Regions from separate parts of the Mus musculus genome. Here region 2 is linked to region 1. Evidence: chromatin contacts called from public Hi-C data. All regions are on one chromosome and are shown on one strand. Each heading gives the region's core, a stretch centred on a gene start, on an enhancer-like site or on the middle of the called end of the contact. The rest is flanking DNA. Distances are from core to core; before and after follow the strand shown.

Evidence for each region. Hi-C and Micro-C count contacts between places; a contact is called where the count stands out from the background.
Region 2: a Hi-C map of rod photoreceptor shows a contact between it and region 1, with 2.4 times the contacts expected there. The contact joins the promoter of Ankrd12 here to the enhancer-like site in region 1. A contact is called at or near these places in 14 of 39 promoter capture datasets (the 3T3-L1 cell line, 3T3-L1-derived adipocytes, the C10 cell line and 11 more), 2 of 484 Hi-C or Micro-C datasets (bone marrow-derived macrophages and rod photoreceptor), 6 of 115 datasets of contacts at active chromatin or transcription factors (the 230-238 cell line, acute myeloid leukemia, bone marrow-derived macrophages and 3 more) and 4 of 9 other capture datasets (adipose tissue, embryonic stem cells, liver and 1 more).

Annotation. Positions count from the first base shown.
Region 1 is chr17:65,967,449-65,975,175 of GRCm38.p6, forward strand. Ankrd12 (ankyrin repeat domain 12) reads right to left here. Exons shown (of 13, transcript NM_001025572.1): 12 at 4,849-4,944; 13 at 53-2,889. The coding sequence ends at 2,704. Among named protein-coding and RNA genes, the nearest start is that of Twsg1, 20 kb to the left of the region's middle. Within about 2 kb of position 3,298, at least 2 of the 459 cell types and tissues checked have an H3K27ac peak or open chromatin away from gene starts, as enhancers often do. A contact at or near this core is called in rod photoreceptor, where this site is marked.
Region 2 is chr17:66,072,814-66,080,540 of GRCm38.p6, forward strand. It overlaps Ankrd12 (ankyrin repeat domain 12), which reads right to left and starts at 4,233. Exons shown (of 13, transcript NM_001025572.1): 1 at 4,071-4,233. It overlaps Ndufv2 (NADH:ubiquinone oxidoreductase core subunit V2), which reads right to left. Exons shown (of 8, transcript NM_028388.3): 8 at 5,982-6,774. The coding sequence ends at 6,681.

The sequences.
Region 1 (7,727 bases), core at 2,048-4,547:
GGAGTGGGACATTAAGTAAAAGACACGGAGCACACTTTCACTCTTACGTTTTCTATAAAAATATAACTCTTTATTAAATAACATGCACAAATATTAACTAGTCATTTATTAAACAGATATGATTTAGAACAAGACTTAAAGAAATACAAATCCTTAGGTACAATTTAATATCTTGTTCATGATGTTGGAATAGTTTAAAAAGATTCACTGATTGCGTTAGGCATCCTCACTTTTCTTTTGAGAATTGAAACCTTTTAGGTAAATACTCCATTGCAAGTTTTCTCCTATTTCAGACCTTCCCAAAGTCTCTAACATCAAGAGTCCTTAACTGTGTGTAACTCACACATCCCTATGAAGTGCAGTAACTTAGCTATCCCGATGGCGTGCAGAGGAAATGCGTAGTACAGAGTCCAGGCAGAGGCTGCAGCTGGCTGAGCCACCGCGGAAGAGGGTGAGCACTGCGGTGGGAGCACTGTGGTGGGACTGGAAAGCTGGGCTGAGGGCGGCACCTGCGGCTCCCTGCTTACGTGTGGCTGCTTTGTCCTGTCCTTTCCTTTTTCCTTTGTCAACAGTTTGCTCTGTTCAGTCAGTACTACTTCCTCGACTGGTCCCTGGCGGGACCATCAGAACCAAATGCTCTACAGATTTCCTTTTCTCTTGCTTGCTTGAACATTTAATCTTTTTTAATTTTTGTAATCTGCCACACGAGCTCATCAAATTTTCTTTCTAGGCGAAAGTATAAACAAACTTTGCATTAAGTTGGTTTTGTATTAAAAAGTATTGCTTTTATCAATTAGCTTCTAATGTTCCCAGCCTTAATAAACATAACTTCACAAAAACAAAAACAAACAACAAAAAACCAGTGCTTCAAAGTCTACCCTGCCTTTCTGGCCCCATGCAATGAAAGGCCACAATCTTTCATCTAACGTTCTAAGGAAAATGACATCTGACCTTTATCAAATCCTGTATGAGTGTTCTTCACACTGCTGCTTTATTGCGCATGCCAGTACAGTAAGAATAAAAATATAAATTGATGTAAAAATTCAAAAATCCCTAAGCTTAATATGTACCTTTGCACTAAAAAAACCTATTATTTTCTTTTACTAGCTGGAACCTCCCACTTGTGAGCTGAATTTAAAGTATTTAACATATATTCATATATTCTTTTCACCGTTCCTTATCAAAACTGGAATTATCCAGTATAATTGAATTGTCTCCCAATTCAATTCCACATTGTGGCAGGTTTGCCTATGATGATTTTAGACCTAATTTTCCATCCCAAATGTTTCACAAGTTCAGTTAGGTTTATGCCCCCAGTTTTCCTGAATATCTAATCTATGTCAGATCATGGGAGAAAGTGTTCTAAATGTATTGCTCATTATTTTACTATAAAAGCATACCAAATCTTATTTCAATTACAAAATTTTGCAAATTATACATTTTGCATTTTGATACAAGGAAAAAAGAAAATATATTAATAAAAATGTCATGACTATTTCAGGGACTGGAATATCCCTAGACTTTTTCTTCTTCTGACGACCAAGTATCTCACTTGACTTCAGTATTCCATTTTTATTTTAGAAGTGCAAAGGATATTAAGCTTAAAAGATTAAATTTAAGCAATGTAAAAAAGTTTACAATGATTTAACATGACCAAAAAAATTTATTAAACATATTTACATATATTCACAAATTCTTTCATAGTTGAGTATTAAAATAGACATTTACAATTTCAGAATTTCCATTCAAAGGCATTTGTTGTTGTTGTTGTTGTTTGGGGGAAACAGGCTTCCTCCAGCGAGAGGAGGCGGGAGCGTGAGCCTCTCCGCATGACTGCCTCTAAGCAAGGTGTCCAGCACACACAGAGCTCCAGGCTCTCACAGGACACTAGTGTAACAAGTCTCACACTGTCTCAGGCATCAGTAATGGAAAGAACCAAATTATAGAAAGCATGCAATACAACCAAGCCACCATCTTTACAGTTATGGGATGGACACAAGCTAACTCAAACACATGCATACCTTATTTAAAGGTTTACTATCAGAACTCACTGCTATTACACTTCAAAAACTACAACTTTGGTCCAACAGAACAAACAGGTTTACAATTATCTTTGTACACATTTTGATCAGTTCCTTGTATACATTTGACCATTAATTACAAGATATACAATATGTATAAAATAAGTTATTAAAAAGGAAGACAATATTAAACCTTTCAGAAAGAAAACTGTACAATTAATTGACAGATAAAATAAACTGAAGAATTTTGTGCGGAGGTTTCCTTCTGTGTCAGAGCCTATTTGGCAGGAACTGACTCTTGCACTCTCTCGTGTGTGTGCAATGCAGCCCACAAGACAGCTGAGTACTGGTCACCTGTATCTTGCTACTTGGAGTGCTAACAACTTCCAGCGTTGTTAACAGATTTTTCTCAACTTTTTAAAGGTCTGTTCAGTTTGTTCTAATGCAATAGTTACCTCTGATCAATATAAATAATAGTTTTCTGTTAGAAACTGTATTTGGATCAAAGATCCAAAATATTTTTATTTTTATAAAATGACAGTGTTCACTACATATCCAACTTTAGTTAACTTCACTAACAACTGTAAAGGCGTGTATCAGGGTTTTTCTTAAAAGGCAGTATTCCACAGTATGATGTCTAGATACGGTTAGTTTAAGATGATACCAACACAAGTACTTACTGCTATATAGGAGTCAGTTCAAAATCATCATTAACATCAACAAGGGGAACATAAAACTCCTGGATTTCATAAATACTGAGAGACTTATACGTGGCAGGGTCCAGCTCCTGGAGTTTGAGCTGCCATTCTAGCCTCTGGACGGCATTTAAAGCTGCAGCTTCGTGTTGCTGCCTCATTAAGAGACAGGTCTATTTAAAGGAAGAGAAGGCTTGATTAATCTGTTACACTTGCTGCTTCAAGATAATCTCACCCCCAGCTTTGTTAGGGATAGAGACTAAGGCTAAGGAACACATCATAAAATCTTCAAGCCTGTTTACACCAACGTGCGTTTACCATTTCATATTCATCTCTTTAATTTGGGCTTGCTAATATTCCTTGAAATTATGAGATTCCAAACTATTGAAAGAATTGTAAAATCTAGACAGAATTGCTTTAAAATTTCAGGTCAATTTTTTTTGGGGGGGTGGGGGACAGGGTCTTGCTGTGTAGTCTAGCTGGTTCAAACTTGTTGAAATCTCCCTACTTCTCTACCACTAAGAGCTAGGATTTCAAGGGTGCACCAGTGTACAGAATGTGTTTGGTTTATCATCCTGTCCTTCGTGTTCGAGCTGTAAGCAGACAGGTGCACTGGATAGTGAGTGCAAAGACACACACAACTCCCCTGTCTGTGGCCCTCTGATAGACTTTAACTGTGTGCAAGTGTTTCTGTGTGGACATGTACACGTGAGGCCAGAGCCATCAGATCTCTCTGAGGCTGGAGTTATGAGTGGTTCTGAGTCAGCTGACATAGGAAGGAAGTAGGAATCAAATTTAAGTCCTCCTCAAAACTAGTATGCACCCTTTGCCATTGAGCCATCTCTCTAAGCCCACTATGTTAGTTCTTAAAATAGGTTTGTTTTTTATTTCCTATTTTCCAGTTGTGGTTCACAGTAAATACTCATGATTAACTAATGTTTCTTTTTCTGAAATATTTACCAATATTGGTGATGTCTTTTCTCTTTTTGTTTTTGGAGACAGGGTCTCTCTGTGTAGTCCTAAGTGTCCTAAAACTCACTCTGCAGACCAGGCTAGCCTTGAACTCAGAGATCTGCCTGCCTCTGCCTCCTGAGTGCTGGGTGGTGTAGCACTACTAATTTCTAAGGACAGAGAAACACTAACCTAATAATTAATTAGCTCTGTATGGGTGTTTTGTCTGCATATACGCATGTGTACCAGATTAGTGCCTAGTGCCTGAAGAGACCAAAACCCAGAAGAGGGCGTTGGATCCCCTGGAATTACAGATGGTTGTGGTTACAGATGGCTCCATGTAGTGGCTATTCCTGGTTGTCAACTTGACTATATCTGGAATGAACTACAATCCAGAATTGGAAGGCTCACCAGTGATCCTAACCTGGAGGTTGGGAGATACAGGTTTCTGACCTGCATCTTGGTATGGAGATCTTGAGGCATAGTGGCTATGGATTCCAGAAGATTAAGACAGGGAGTTCAAGGTCATCTGGGATTAAAGGCATGGTGGCACACACCTTTATCTGGGCTACACCTTCTGCTGGAGACCTACGTAAGGACATTGGAAAAAGGAAATCTCTCTCTCTCTCTCTCTCTCTCTCTCTCCCTCTCTCTCTCTCCCTCCCTCCCTCCTTCACCTGCTTGCCTTGTGGGACTGAGCAACTGCTAGATCCTTGGACTTCCATTCACAGCTGCTATTGACCATTGTTGGGAGTTGGACTGCAGACTGTAAGTCATCAATAAATTCCTTTACTATATAGAGACTATGCATAAGTTCTGTGACTCTAGAGAACCCTGACTAATGCGATCCATAAGTGCTGGAACTAGCTACTGCTCCACTCCCAAAGGAAGCATCCATTTAACCTGGTTCAAAGGGAGGCAGCTCAGCTGGGGGAGTACTTGCTTGGCAAACACTTGAGGATCAATCCGCAGTACCACATAAAACTGGCGTGGTGGTGCAATGCATATAATCCCAGGATTTGATAAGTAGTAGGAGGGTCTGAAGCTCAAGGCTAGCCTTGGCTTCATATCAAGTCCAGAACTAGTCTGGGACCCATGAGAACCTGTGTAAGAACAACAACAGACAACAACTGCCATGCACGCATACCCACAACAGACAACTGCCACGCATGCGTACCTACCTTTAGCTTGTCAAATTTATCGTCCACATCTTGCAACCAGGACATGAACTGTCTTGCATTAAATCGATCTCTCACAGAAGTTTTGCTGTCATCAGACTAAAAAGAATGCAGTCAAACACTTAAAAAAAACCCTTTAATATTCCATTTATTGTGTCCGTTCCACTGTTATCAATGATAGAAATATGTTTCTAAAGAGAAAGTTTCACAAAGCTGTCCCTTTTGTAGTGAGTAGACAGGTGCTTACAGAATTCTGAGACGCAGTGTTTAGTTATGAAGTAGAGTCCCGCTGGGCCTGCTGCACCTCAGCTAAAGTTTCCCACCCATACAGAAAAGGTGGTCAGGTGGGAGGCATTGGCCTTAGAGGTAACAGTTCTCCCAGGATGGATCTTTATAAGTGCTCTCCAAGCAGGCCAGTGGATGGCTCAGAAGGGAAAGACACTTGTTACACAACCTGCTGACACGAGTTTGATCCCTAGGCCTCACACAAAGGAGGAAGCCAGAACCCATTCCACAAGCTTGTCCTCTGGTCTCACACACACTTGCCAGATACGCACCACGGGCACACACAATTCAAGTAAAAAACTCTTAGTATCAGTTTTGTGATTTTATATGTTATACTGGCTAGTTTTGTGTCAACTTGACACAGCTGGAGTTATCACAGAGAAAGGAGCCTCCCTTGAGGAAATGCCCTCATGAGATCCAGCTGTAAGCCATTTTCTCAATTAGTGATCAAGGAGGGGAGGTCCCCTTGTGGGTGGGACCATCTCTAGGCTGGGAGTCTTGTGTTCTATAAGAGAGCAGGCTGAGCAAGCCAGGTGAAGCAAGCCAGTAAAGAACATCCCTCCATGGCCTCTGCATTAGCTCCTGCTTCCTGACCTGCTTGAGTTCCAGTCCTGACTTCCTTGGTGATGAACAACAGCATGGAAGTGTAAGCCGAATAAACCCTTTCCTCCCCAACTTGCTTCTTGGTCATGATGTTTGTGCAGGAATAGAAACCCTGACTAAGACATACATACACACATACATACACACACACACACACACTCTCTCTCTCTCTCTCTCTCTCTCTCTTATTTATTTAAATTTCAGCTTTGAACCTTTCTGTGCAACTTTGGGCTAATTATGTTTTCCTAATTTTCTATGGTGTATTTTCATCTGGCATTTTTTAGGAATTAAAAGTACTCCAAGGTTATCACAATGTGTGTGCATACAAAAGGCGCCTAACGTCCCACGTTTAGGACTGGCATTTAGTAGGTGTGTCAAAGCACAGGCTCAGCAGCTTCATTCCCTCCTTGGTGTCGGAGACAGTTGTACTGCTTAGTATTTATTACAGGGTTACCGTATATTACAGGGTTACCGTGATAGGGCCCACTAGAAGATGAGCTGCGCCTACCCAAGGAGGTAGGCCTTACCCTATACCTGGTTCTTCTCAGGCCATTTGATAGGACATCAGTCTGCTACTACGGCCTACCCTGAAGTCAGTAGTGAATGGGCTCTCTGTGGAGTCAGTTGTTACAAACGTGAACTGTGACAGGTGACTATCCTTGTCAAGGAATAAGCCTCACATCCTGGCATTTCATCAAGCTGAAATGTTAACTTCAAGTCTGGTAGTCTGGTTCACTAGGAACATTTAGGTCAAGGTATAATAAAATGATTTAAATTACCAAAATGCCCTTTCCATGAACAACGCATGATTTATTAGAGAGCCTGACAACCTTGGATGGCTCCCTAAGGAAAGGGAGCACAGTGAGAAGCAGAGGTGGCTCTGCCTTCGTAGGAAGCCATCCCCTTCCAGAAGAGCTCTGTGACGTCCTCTAACTATTAAGAGAGACTGGCCCAGCCTGTTACATCTCGGACTTGAGCTCATTCTGAATCTACTGGGAATTCACTTAATTTTTAAATTCTTACGTAAACAAGTTTGCTTGCTGCCAAGCTTGGTGTGCCCAGTTCAAGGCACAGGTCCCACATGGGAGGCAGGAAAGCTCTAGCCTCTGCAAGTGACCGTCACACGTGCTATGGCATGCAGGCACTAAGGCACACATAATAAGTAAATGGATGTAATAGTAAAGTATCCATTTCTTGCTGGTGTTTCTGAGACAGGGTCTCACTACATCCTCTAGCTTAGTCTCAGACTCGTGAGCCTCCTGCCCAAGAGACTGCCTGAAGGCTGAGATTATGAATCACCATGACTGCCTGAAATTCTCTTTTCAATCCATCAGAGGCTAAGCATTCCTCAACCTAACCATGTTCCTGACCATGCCAATGTGTATGTGTGAAGGTCAGAAGACGACTTGTAGGATGTAGGTGGGTCCTGGGGCTAAAACTCATGCTGCCAGTCTTGTCAGCAAGCAACTGTGCTTACTCATACGTCTTACACCTATTAGAAATCATAAAATGCTCTGATCTAGTAGTTTCTTACCTCAATTTCCAGTTCTGATATATCTTTTATCATCTAAAAAGTTGAGTGCCCAAAGAATAAGTCTTTCTTAGAGTTTCATTGTTGCTTATATTTGTTAAGATGGATCACAGTACTTTATAATGGCCCAAAATTAAAAGACTTCAGTAAACATGTGGCCTAACTTTTAGTAACATTGCTAACCTGCTAACTCTGGTTATTAGAAGTTTTAAAAATGGTAATTATTAAGTATTTCAATGGCCTCTGCATTGAATTTATTCAATTTCCTTACAGTCAAGCTCCTTTCTTAGATCCAGGAATTAGTAGTGGCATGCTGCTGCTTCCGGGTGAGACATGGCACTGCTGCCCTGAACCAGAGAGACTCCTGACCACCCACACAGTCTTCACAATGTTAAGCCTATAAACATTCACAAATGGGGGGAGGATCAGTTTACGTAAATGCAGGACAGGGTGAGAGGAAGCA
Region 2 (7,727 bases), core at 2,983-5,482, 110 kb after region 1:
GAGGTAGAGACAGATGGATCTCTGTGAGTTCAAGGCCTGCCTGATCTGCACAGTGAGTTCCAGGTCAGCCAGGGCTGTATAAGATAACTCTCTCTCAAAAGAAAAGAAGAGAAAACAGAGAAGAAAAGAAGAGAAAAGAAGAGGAGGAGAAAAGACATGACAGATAGACAAATATAAATTTAAGACTTATCTGTTTATTTATGCAGAGTCTCACTCTAACCCAGGTCTGACATTTAATTCAAGCTGTGGATAGGCTGGCTTAGAATCCTTCTATCTCAGCCTCCTAGATGCTGGTATTATAGGCATAAGCCACCACAGCACTTCTATGTATTTTAGAACCACTAGATGACCAAAAATATGAACTATTCAAAACTGAGTTTATAAAGAAAATTTATTTCCTTCTACTGCATGTCTAAAAATCAGTGAGAGACAAATTAACATCACTACTATGATACTTTCACTATTGCTTTTAAAAGCCATTGTCTGCAAAGGAAACAAATTATGCATGCATGAGCATATAACAAGAATGTTTTCAAATGCTGTGTGGAGCAACTTTATACTCTCCAGGAGAAATCGGAGGGCTAGAGCAATATTTAGAGTGTTCATAAGCAGCTTTACTAAGATTAGAACTAAGTGGGGACCGGGAAAAACTGTATCTACACGGAATTATAATCTCCAAAATAGCAGGTGTACAAAATAATAACGCCAGGGCTAAGGAAAAACCTAGGGACTGAAACATCTTGTTACACCTCAAGGACTACACTTTCTTTAAAAGCGGCAGCATCACGCCTATCTGTATGAAGGCTCCCAGTGTACAACGTTCTTTCTATAGCGCTCTCATTTTACGTTATACAAGAAAATCATTATCATTATTGGTGATGGTGGTGACGGCCCTGGCCAGGCCTCACACATGGAAGTGGGCCGTCTACAGCCCCAGGGGATGATTCTTTGTACATAAAGAATGCAAGGTTCTGAATGTTACATGGTTTGTCAAAACAAGAACAAGACCAGAAAGTAATGAAGAACTTAAATCCAGACCTTCTCAGTTCTAGTTCCAGGTCTTCTTCCTTCTGCTTCACACAACTACTCCCAAATAAAGAACGGAGCATCTCACAGTAAGAAGCTTCTAGACAAATCAGCAAGGCAGACAACTCTCTCTCAGTCACGGCCAAGTTTTACCTTTTCATCTGAAAAGTGAGTGACGTGGACCACAAAGTGTGAGGCTGCGGCTAGGTCTACGGCTAACTCTCCAATGTGCCCTGTACATGACACAAGCTGCTAACAAATATGTCTTGTTAGCAACAATGCTGGAGCAACCTCCTGCAAATGTAAAGGAAGCGCTACCCAAATGATGCTACTCCAATAACCTTACATGTGCTGAAAGTGCTTTGATCTTACAACAACAGAAATGACTCATCTCACTAACCATTCTCTTTTCAGACTGAAATTAATGTTATTAACAAAACCCAGAAGTAGTCCAGCAGGCCGGTAATCTGAGCTACTCGGGAGGCTGAGACAGGAAGGATGGAAAGTGTGTGTGTCTACTCAATTTAGCAAGACCCATTCTGGAAACACTAAAAGGGCATGGGTGTTGGTTTTGTTCCCAGCAACCACATCAGGTGGCTCACAAGCACCTGTAACTCCAGCTCTGGGGATCAACACCTCCATCCTCTGCAGACACCCTGCACTCCTGTACACACCCACACAGACACATAATTAAAAATAAGCCTTTAAGGGGCTCAAGAGATGGCTCAGCAGTTAAGAGCACTGGTTGGTATTGCAGAAGACTCAGGCTCTATTCCCAGCACCCACATGGCAACTCACAACTGTCTGTAATTGCAGTTTCAGGGCTTCTGAAACCCTCACACAGGCATATGTGCAGGCAAGACACCAAGGAACACAGAATAAAAAATAAATTATGTATTTTTTTAAAGCCTTTAAAATGGGGGTTTGGGGGCTGGGGATGTAATTCAGTGGCTTGTCATAATAACATAAAACAACAACAAGCCTGGTTCATGCAATGGCGGGGATGAAATTCAGGGTTTCCCTTCCAAGTTACACTTCCACAACTCTGTAATCTGGATAAAAAGCAGCTTCTTTCCCACATATTCCACTGTCACCAGATAAAGTCCAACCAGTGTTTTGTTTTTTTTTTTCCTGGATATTAAAGAGCCAATACCGAAACTGCAGAACATCTTCAGCACCCGAGTTCTTTCAGTGTTGCTCTGTTAACTCTTCTTCCAATTCACTTCATAGGGTGCACACCCAGACATCACCAACTGTCTCAGAGGCCCTTAGTCCATAGATGATGTTAACAATTGTAAAACACACAAACTGTAACAAATTGAGAACAGCTTCCAACTTTCAATTCTAATATTCCTTCCACAAATACACTTAAACCCCTGGTTTCATTTCCAGAGAACTTTGCCAGTCTCTAAAACAGAACACATACGTTGAACAACTAGGTTTGTCCTGGGCCAAGCTGTCTTGGAGAGTGTTAGAAATTCGATTAGTACTTCTATCGACTATAACAGATTCTTAAGTAGTAAATAAAGCCTTTCTCTCTGCATCTATAAACCCAGGGAGAAGCATTACATACTTTTATACGTTTTTTGCTTTTAATCCAAATGAAAGCGCTCTCAGGAGGTTAACTGAAGGAGGTCAAGATGGCTCAGCGCATAAAGGTTCGAACCACCAAGCCTAAGAGCCTGCCTGGAGCCCACACAGGGAAAGGTGAGAACCCCAACTCCTAGGAAGTTGTCATCTGCCCTCCACATTCACCATGTAAACAAAATATATTAAAATATTAAATGTCAAACTGAAACGTTTTAAAGGGAACTACAACAATGTCTTCATTGTCACATTGGTGATTCTAATTTTTGCTTTTAAACCATTTGGCATCAAGAGAGCACATTTTGGCAGTTCTGAGTTAATCTCCAGGAAAGCCTTTGTGTAACGCTTTAAGAAAATGAAAAAAAGATCAGTAAGCAAGATTTTTAAAGGCCTACTTGGGCATATGTTTTTAATGAACAGATGACTTACTGGGATAGTTCATCTTTCTTTATAATTGACTCAGGCCATTTTAAAATAAGAAGAAACACATGGCTGAGAATGCAGGTTCGTCTCAACCACAGAATTAACGATAATCCCTGAGCGTCACTGATCGCCGGATTTGCAACATACTTCGCCCCAGTTCAAGGGGTGTCCAGCGGAAATTACAGTCCCTACAACCACACTGCTTCAAATGTTTCCGACGTACTCAACTAGTGCAATACTGTTCATTTCCATCCTCAACTATTCTCGCTGTAATTATTAAAACAGCTGTCAGCTGGGCTTCGGTGACCTCTTTGTACAGCGTTTTTATTCAACGCCGTGGATCCTGAAGGATGCGTCATCTCCATCTTACTCTCCAAAAACCAGATCTAAGATTCCAATACGCTCTAAGGGTCTCTGAACATCATTCCAATCGGAACTGGCACAAACTAGACCTGATCGCTCAACGCGGCAAGGGCAGGTCGCACTGGCATTTAGGACAGAACTGGCTCCGGCGAGCCGCAGCTCTTTCGCTTTCACGCACCTCTCCCGGGACCATCGCGCCTCCTACGCCCCGGCCCGCACCGAGTCTCCGACAACCGCGCACGCAGCGCCGCTGGCACCGGGAGCGCGCGGCGGCACGGCGCGCCCCCGCGATGCCGTCCGTCCCGGTGCGCTGGCGGCGCCCTCCCGGCCGCGCCATGTTCCGGTAAGCGGCGGCCAAGGCGCTCGCGCTAGCCGCCGCCCGAGCGTCGCCCAGCGGCGGCCCCACCTGCGCCGCGACCCGTCAGGATGCCGGGCGGGGCGGCCACCAACGGCCTGTCACGGTCCGGCCGGCCGCGCCGCGGGCTGGGCTGGGCCGAGTGGCGCGTAGCACACGGCTGGGCGCGGCTGGCAGAGGCGCAACCCCCCTACCTGGCTCCGGGGAGGAGACGGGGCACCGGGCTGAGGGTCTCCTCCCTGGTACCCGGGACAGACTCGAAACCGCGCCCTCCTTCCTCCCCTCTGGTCGCCACGCCCCCCTGGCCCGCACAGACCCGAGGCTCAGCGGGCGCAGAAGGGTTCACCCCCTGAACGAGGACCTCCGGGTGGCCGCCGCTGCCGGTGTCTCCGTCGCCGCTGCAACAGCCCCTGATGCCGCCGGGGCCAGGCTTAAAAACATCTCCGGTCTTGGTCGGTCTCTCACCACAGCCTCCTTGCTCCTGGACAGCGTTCTCCGCGATTGGCTGCGGCGCGAGCACGTGACCCGGGCGGACACGTGACTCCTGCAGGCACGGGACGGGCGGCGTGACCGCCGTGCCCCGCCCCCGACGCGCCCGTCCCTGGGCTCCCCGGAGGAGCGGAGCGCGCGGCGGCGGGTGGCGTTCTTGGGGAGCGAAGCGGAGCGGGTGGAGGGGGCCGGAAGTCCTGGAGCCGCGTGGGAGTCGGAGCAGCCCTCGAGCCGTCGGCCGGGGAGCTCCTCACGCGCAGTCACCACCACCGGAGATGTGCAAAAGGCGGCATGGGTGCTGGCGCCCGGCGGAGGAAACGCACATATTTTTGCAGGGTTTGAGTTGGGACGGCAAAACCAGCCGGAAACCGGGAGGGTTTTGTTAGCGGTGGTCGTGCGGGCGGGAGGGCACCGCAGCACTGTGGGGCAGGTCCGGGTTGCGTGACTGAGCCGCTTCGTGCGGCGCGGGCCGAGGGATGTCCCAGCCAGACGCACTCTGTTCCCAAAGCACGGCTCTAAGCACTGCTTGCAAAGAACGCATCGGTAAGCTCAGTTCTAGCCATGCGATCCTGTGACCTTTCTGAGCAGAAATTTCACCAAATTTGTTCCTGTGGTACTAAGTCTCATAGGGCGTGTGAGGAAATTTTACCATCGCAGCAGCTTGTCCTCAGACTTCCTTCTGAATACTTTAATCTACAGCGGTTAGCCTGCAACCGTTGTGCTTTAACCACCCTAAGAAGTTACATACTCCACAGGAAACCATCTTCTCCCTCTTCGTTAACTGTGGCCTCCTTCAGTATCCGTTAGTATCTTAATGATTTTAAGACAGTCCTATCAATAATAAGCTGTAAATTCTGATGTGAGTTTTGGGCTTGACAGGGACATAAACCTTCATTAAAAAAAAAAATCAGGATAGATTGTCTTCCATTGTTCTCAGCTATAAAAAACTTTCAGTATGAACAGTCTTCTAGAGAAATCTGTGTATGTGTGAACTGGGGACTGAAGCTCTGCCCTTGCTCATGCCAACCAAGTACCCAACAGTGGTGTATAGTGAGAGCTATATTTCTGGTGAAAACTTAACTTTAAAGACCTACCTTAGACCCTAAATCATAAGCACTCACAACCAGTTAGTCTTTTTATATAGGCAGAGCTGGAGAGATGGCTCTGGGGTTAAAAGCACTGTTTGAAGACCTAGATTCAGTTGTTCCCAACACCCACAAGACCACTCAAAACCTTATGTAACTTCAGTTCCTGGGTGTCCACTGCTCTCTTCTGGATTTGGTGCACACCACGAGCACAGGCAAAACACTAATCCACATAATATAAATCAAATCTAGCTTAAAAAAAAAAAAAGACAGTCTCATTAATTAGTTCTGTCTGGTGTGGACTTCCATACATAGAACCGGCTGACTTCAAACTCTCAAGAGATCACCTGCCTCTGCCTCCTGAGTGCCTACCTCTATAATGAGGTCCCTGTAGGGTCACTGACTTTGATAAATCCTGAAGCAATCTGATTATTCCAGGAATGAAAACTATTTCTATTCTGCATTTTCAGAAGCACGGCACTATTACCTCCTTTCTTGAGTTGAAGGTAATGTTTTATTCATACAAACACATTGTCCAGCCTACCAACTCCACCAGTTAGTTCTTAGGTGCTTCCAGTGTTAAAAATATAGCCAAAGATGGCCAAACCATGCCTCAAACGACAAAAACAAAAACATAGCTAAAGTTCAAGTATGGTGGGTTTGAATATCTTTACTAAATCTCTGAGTTCTAGTCCAGTCTGATCTACAAAGTGAGATCCTGTATCAAAATAAATAAATATAGCTAAAGAAATATCAAATTATTTTAACTTTTCTTTTTATAAATAATGCTTTTACCACAATCCCAGAACTTGAGAGGCAGAAGCAAAACTACCCAAAGTTGAAGGCCAGCCTGGTAAACATACAAGCAGGGCTACAGAATGAGATAGCAAACATAAATGGAATACTTTGAGAAAATTCTCTTACCGGTAGTACTGATAGGGAGGTCTTACCAGTCAGAAACTTCAGTAACAACTATATGCTCTTAAATGTTAAAACGCTTAAAGGGAACATTGACATAAAGCTTATAAAAAATTTAACAATTTGGCTGTGTCTAAAGATACAAAGGAAAAATGTATTTTAAGTTTTGCAAAACTTTTACTTCACTGATAAAAATGACATGGCTCTATGAATGGGCAACACTAAAATAATTCTTAACTTGATTCTGTTATAATGATAGGTCTTCACAGGTAGACCGAGATAGTGGTCCTGTTGTTTTGACATAATATTTAGCAGCTGCAAGTTACTAGATTACTGCCAGGATGTACAGGTGGGAATAAGCAAACCGAATAAAGCTTATGTAGGGAAGTTCATATTTTATTTGTCCAGTGACATTTTTTACAGTTGAATACAAGTTAAAGGCCTGCTTGCACACCAAAGCCAGGTCCTTTGGGTGGTTCAGTCAAAGAAGTAAGGCCTCCAGCTGGCTCACAACAGAAGCGGCCACTCCTGAAAAGAAAAGCAAGTAATGATTATTAGTGATTAGCATATGTAAATTTTTACTGTAAAAAACTGGCCACCTTTAATCCCAGCCAGCACTCCAGAGGCAAAGGCAGGCAGAGCGTTTTTAAGTTGCTAACCTGGTCTATATAGTGAGTTCCACACTAGCCAGGGCTATCGTAAGACCTTATCTCGAAATAATATTAACAGGCACTTTCAGCTTTGATGTAACTTTATGGACTTCATTGTGTCTGTTGTCTATTGCTGGTTATGTGACATATGACTGACTGTACTACAGTTAGTTTTAAGTATCACTGTGAATTCACAAGCCAACTAGAAATCCCATGGAGACCAAACTATGGCACATAAGGAAAACTAAAGATCTGTGATATTAAATAGGACAAAAAGATAGGGAGAATACAAGATAGCTATTTCAAGAAAAGTAATAATTAAAGATCATCTTGTCTGGGGTCAATGACATGGGTCTGTAGGAAAAAGTGGTTGTTGATAAGGACAGCAACCCAAGTTCAAAACCTGAAACCTATACAGGCTTAAGGAGAGAAGCAACTCCACAAAGCTGTCTTCTGGCCTCCACATATACATTATACATGATCAAAATTTAAAACATGTTTTAAATAATGTTGTATTGATTGAAAGGGAAAATGGATCTTTAGGTGGGAATAAGAGGAAGGCTAATTTCAGATCAATCTTCTTAGTAACATGAACTTTTAAGCAATTTCTATTTGAAGGAAATTCTCTTTCAGAATAAATATTCTGGTAGGTCACAGATAATTATCTTACAAAGTTTTTTCCCATATATGTGTGAGATGTATGTAGGCATGTTTGCACATGTGTTTTTGTGTGGTGTATGTATGTGCACATGGGGGAACAAAGTCAGCGTTAGATGTCTGTCTCTATCACTCTCTACCTTATGCTCTGCATCACACTGAACTGTAAACTTG